Linked DNA regions of Mus musculus: region 2 is linked to region 1. The links are chromatin contacts, called in public HiChIP or PLAC-seq maps. All regions are on one chromosome and are shown on one strand. Each heading gives the region's core, a stretch centred on a gene start, on an enhancer-like site or on the middle of the called end of the contact. The rest is flanking DNA. Distances are from core to core; before and after follow the strand shown. Region 1 holds the start of Plk4 (polo like kinase 4). Region 2 holds the start of 2400006E01Rik (RIKEN cDNA 2400006E01 gene).

Region 1 (2,742 bases), core at 7-2,506:
GACGTGGATAACAGGAGGCTAGCTGACAGCATTGAGTACTGATAGGCAAATATGGCTCTCTCCCACAGCAGCTAGGTCTCACTCACTATGTCGGTATCTCCTACCCCTGAGATGTGCACAGTGTCTGAAAAGCATGAAACTTGTGAAGTGATGCCTTGCTTGCAGGATAACGTGTTCATTTAAATATGTGTGGAGGTTGGCCTTAATTGTCTCAAGGATACTGCAGCCAAAGACAAAAAGGTCCTAAATGAGGACCTCACTCAGCATAGAACCTTTTAAAAGTGCCCGCTAGCCTATTCCTCTTATTCCTAACTATAAATTGCCCTTGGAGACACAGGCCCCCACTAAGACGACTCATCTTTGTTGATAGACCCCCTGACCACCCAGGTGCCATCATCTCTGATTTGCTGTCTTTCCAAATGAATCTTTCCTTGCCTCACTTCTTGTCCTGGAATCACTGGCATTTGGGGATAGCAATCTAGACCTGGATTGGAACACTATTAGGAGTTGAGATAAAACACAGACACAGAGAGAACACACTATTGAGGATCTTCAGAAAACAAGTCACTACTTTGGATCTTTTTGCATCTGATTAAAAAATCTCAAAACAATTAGGCTAAAAAGCAAACCCCTGTCGGATTATTTACTAGCAACTAATGTAAAGATCCATACCACTACTCTTTCTTCAAAACATTTTTAGAGGAAAATGACTTAGCCTAGGTCACTCACATATGGCTCAAAATAAATTTGTAAGATTGGTAGCCCAGGTTAGCCTGGAACTCCTTAGAGTCCAAGAATGGACTGACTCAACCCCAGTGCGTCGCTGTGTCCAACCTTTAATATCTGTCCGGGCAGCGGGTTGCTGGGAAAGAAGAAACTAGAACCCAAGGACATGTCCACGCTTGGAAAGCATTTTACCACTTAGGTACATCCCCAGGCTTTTTTTACTTTAGAGTCGGTGTTTTCCCTATACAGTTCATCTTAAAGCACCACACATTAATAGCTGTAAAAAAGGAAAATGGCACAACGGTGTACATGGTGGGCTGGCGGGTTCGGGGCTGTTCTAAGGAAAGTAATGGACTTTTCCCCCTAGTTCTCTTTAGGCCAAACCTACACACTTATTTAAAAGACTTTCTGCGGGAAGCCAAAGCCCTATTATCCTTCAGGTCAAAACGTAACCTATTATTAGCGTCCGCGCTACGGTCAGTCGTACACTGACCGCTTTCCGTCAAACTTAAAACCCACTTCCGGCCTAGAGCGAGGGAAAGCCCCTGCTGCGCATGCGTGTCGGTCTCCGCCTCTAAGAAGTGGAGAGTGTGCTGACGTCACCGCCAGGCTGGCTCGTTCGGAGACCGGCGGGAATTTTTCAAAATGGGAGCTCCGGGGCGCCGCCCAGGCCTCGGGAGGTACCGGGGGTACCTTTCGGTGGCGTTGGCGGCGTCGCCAGCGGCGGCGTAGAGAAGGCGTCCTGATGGGCGCCAAGACCTGCTGGCTTCTCGGAGCGCTGCCTCGGAGGGACTGCGAGAAGGCCGAGCCCCGGGCGCCGGCGGCTCGGGAACATGGCGGCGTGCATCGGGGAGAGGATCGAGGTGAGGCCGGCGGGCGCGGAGCTGAGGGAAGGTCCGATGGAGGCGGACTCTGGTATTCCGGGACCCAGTGAGCTGAGGTGAACCGAGCGCAGTGCTGAGGGGAGGTCCATTGTGGCTCGGCACAAACACACGGGAGACCAGACGGGTTAGCGGGCTGAGGCTGAGGCCCAGTCTGGCTCAGGCGCTCACTGGTGCTCAGTGACACTAGTAAAGCGGGGATGAGGCGGGCAGGCGCGGTGGCGGTGGCGGGGCTGATCGCCGAGGGACAGGCGAAGCGACCCGCCCCCTGGAGCCCCGCCCGGAGGGGAGCGCCTTGTACCCCGCAGGTGTGTCTCCAGCTGCGGGCCCCGCCCGGTCCTGGTCCCTTGGCGTCGGGTCCGCACTCCCGCCTCCAAAGCCGCGCTCCGCTTGCCCCCTCCCCGGGGATGGCGGTTACCGTGGCGGGAGCTGCGGCGGGAACCTGGTGGGCCAGAGGAGGGACCCGAGCTAACCAGCTCATTAGAGTCCTTAGCCTCCATCAGGGAGGGAGCTCAGAAAATCTCTCAGAGCGTCAAGATGCCTTCCACCCCAGACACCTGCATCATCGAGGTGTGGCAGCTGCTTGAACCATGTCTCCTTTTCTCTTTGGCCCATTTCACATCCCATCCCCTACCCAACTTTCTTACTTTCTAGATCTGCGATTCCTCACGTGTAATCCTTAATTTTTTTTTTAAAAGGACTTTAAGGTTGGAAATCTACTCGGTAAAGGATCATTTGCTGGTGTCTACAGAGCTGAGTCCATACACACTGGTTTGGAAGTTGCAATCAAAATGGTAAGAATGTATTAGTTATTGTTTCTTCAGTATTTTTGCAAGGTACTAGAGAGCAATGAAGGCATGCTATTTAAAATGTCCCACTCATTATCTGCTAAAGACTGCACCTTGCCACCCTGCCAAATGTGTGCATTTGTAATAATTGCATAATACATTGCATAACCAAAAGACAGCTGTTAAGTACAGCATCTGAATTTAAGGACATTTAAGAGACTCTTAACCTTGCTTAAGTGAAGTTTTATACTTTACTAGGGTTCAGGAGACCAGTACATTTTGTTGCTATGAATACTTAAGGTAATGAGAAGTCAGCAATTTATAATAATAATATGCTCATTTGTGGC
Region 2 (2,700 bases), core at 169-2,668, 730 kb after region 1:
ATAAACCATTCTGATGCTCTTTCACAAGGAGCTGATGGCTATCCTCAGAACACCCAAGAAGCATTTGGGCATAAAGGCAAAGGTCTACATGAAGTTCCTGGTGTGTCCAAAGTGCCAACTTGGTATTTCCTCAGTCTGGGCATCTTATTAAAAAAATGTACCATATGCCGGGCGTGATGACACACGCCTTTAATCCCAGCACTCGGGAGTCAGAGGCAGGCGGATTTCTGAGTTCAAGGCCTGAGTTCAAGGCCTGGTCTACAAAGTGAGTTCCAGGACAGCCAGGGCTACACAGAGAAACCCTGTCTCGGAAAAACAAAAACAAAGAAAAGAAAGAAAATCCAATAAGCTGAGTTGGATCCCTAAAGCTCATACAAAGATGTGACGAGAGAACTAACTTTACAAAGTTGCCCTCTGACCTCCACATGAACATTCCTCCCCCCAAACCAAATATGATGTACACATTTTTAAATATGTACGTAATTTTAAAAAAATTGGGGGCTGCAACGGATGGCTCAGCGGTTAAGAGCACTTGCTGCTCTTGCAGGGTTGGCTCCGGGTTTGTTTCCCAGCATGTGTATTGGGCAGTTACAGCTGCAGAGCATCAGCTGGGATCTACACACACACACACACACACACACACACACACACACACACACACACACACAAACTTTTTAAAATGGAGTCTGAACACAGTATGCTTCGGTGCTGGGATCTACACACACACACACACACACACACACACACACACACACACACACAAACTTTTTAAAATGGAGTCTGAACACAGTATGCTTCGGTGCCCAGTGCAGACAACACAGATCATTACATGAACATCTCAGTGATAGGGGTAGGATTCTGAGTTAGTAGGACCGCTCCTGAGGCTCACAAAGCGATAGAGATTAGCGCCATTGCTTTTGGTTGGTACGTTAGCTACTTTTTTGTTGTGGGAAATATTAAAAAATGAATTAACTCTCTGCGGGGCCAGGCCCCGCTCCCTCGCTCCTGCCAATCACAACTCTCTGGAGCCCCTGCGCCAGGTGATCTCACTCACTCTGTCTCTCTGCCCGCCAACTCGCCAGCCCTGCTAGGCCACATGGCTCCACCAGGCCATCTCTCGGACGGCGGGGGGGGGGGGGTCCCCTGAGTTCTTTTAGCTTTCATGCAACTCCCTGCGCACCCCTGGTTAGCCATTTCAACACCTAATTACCCCGTAGAATCAAGACTCTTACTGCTTAATTAGCCAATCAGATTTATGTATCAATAATAACACAATTTACAAGATGACAATACAATAATTTCAGAGTCGGATAATGCTAAAGCTTTAACACAATTATTCTAACCTTTGATAACACCACGTCAGCCTCCATTTTGGTTCTCCCTCTTCTCCTCAGATCTCTCTCTCTCTCTGTCTGTCTCCTTAACTCCTCCCTCTGCCTCCCTTCTCCTGTCCAATCACAAGCCTCCCACTGCCCTAATATGATTGGACAGGAAAATCCTGCAACATTTTTCTATTCCTGTGATAAAAAAAAAAAAAAAGACCAAAGCAACTTAAAGCAGGAAGGGTTTATTTGAGCTTATGGTTCCAGAGGGATAAGAGTTCATTACTTTCATGGTGGAGAGCTATGGCAACATGCAGGTTGCTGCAACAAGAAGCTTGAGACCCAAGCATGAAGCATGAAAAAAATAGGAAGTTCCATGAGCCTTTAAATTCTGAAAGCATGCCTCAAGTTTCCTACTTCCCCCAACAAGGCCATACTTCCTAAATCTCCCAAAACAGCACCACTAACTGAGGGTCAAGTGTTCAAATCCATGAGGCTATGAGGGATACTCTCATTCAAATCAGGACAGTTCCCACCAGAAGTACATGGTACAATAGTAGCAGGAAAGTTAAGGAGTTTTATCAACTGCCATCTGATTAGATCTGAGGACTGTTCCACAGGAAGGAATTCATGCCTGATACTGAAAACATGCCCAAGAGTTCCCCAGCTTGGGACGTCATAAAAGAGGCTCAGCCCAGTCTAGCACACCAATTTCAGGGCTTCCCCAGTCTGCTTCTGCTAAGTGATTGCAAGCTTCCAACTGGATGATGCTATCTATCTACGGTTATTTATTCTTATACTTTTGCTTGCTATACTTAATAAGCACACTCATTCAAAACTAATTGCACGGCTATCATAGATTGCTCTCTGGACTGTACAGAACAACATGTGACCATGAGTCTATCTGTAGGAAAGCTAGAACAAGGACATCCATGGGAACAGTCAGTTGGTAAATAGCTGTGAGGGGTAGTTTTGCCTGTAGATGTTCCTCTTACTGCCCACGGCCTTCTTCTTTTCTCTATCTACTGCTCTTCTTGTCGTTCTGACAAAAACAGCTCAAGGAAGGAAGTTCCATTGACTTATGGTAGAAGAGAAAACACAATGCATCATGGTAGGGAAAACGCCATAGCAAGAGCACGCAGCTGGTCACATTGCATCCACAGCCGGAAGCAGGGAGAAATGAATGCCACTCAGTTCTTTCTATTCAGTCCTGGTCCTCAGCCAGGGCAGGTGCAATTCCTCCCCAGTTCTCTGGAAAGTGGTAGCCTACGTAAGTCTAAACCATTACAATCACGATTAATCACCCCTCTATTTGAAGACGTCTTAGGACATACACAGACTAGGGACTGTGTCAAAGAAAGTACAAGGCACAATATTA

What was found. HiChIP or PLAC-seq counts read pairs in DNA pulled down with a chosen protein or histone mark.
Region 2: an H3K27ac HiChIP or PLAC-seq map of embryonic stem cells shows a contact between it and region 1, with 2.9 times the contacts expected there. The contact joins the promoter of 2400006E01Rik here to the promoter of Plk4 in region 1. A contact is called at or near these places in 1 of 39 promoter capture datasets (stem cell-derived epiblast-like cells), 1 of 115 datasets of contacts at active chromatin or transcription factors (embryonic stem cells) and 1 of 9 other capture datasets (embryonic stem cells).

Annotation. Positions count from the first base shown.
Region 1 is chr3:40,798,695-40,801,436 of GRCm38.p6, forward strand. Plk4 (polo like kinase 4) reads left to right here and starts at 1,257. Exons shown (of 16, transcript NM_011495.2): 1 at 1,257-1,589; 2 at 2,306-2,401. The coding sequence starts at 1,560.
Region 2 is chr3:41,527,056-41,529,755 of GRCm38.p6, forward strand. It overlaps 2400006E01Rik (RIKEN cDNA 2400006E01 gene), which reads right to left and starts at 1,419. Exons shown (of 6, transcript NR_130791.1): 1 at 1,344-1,419.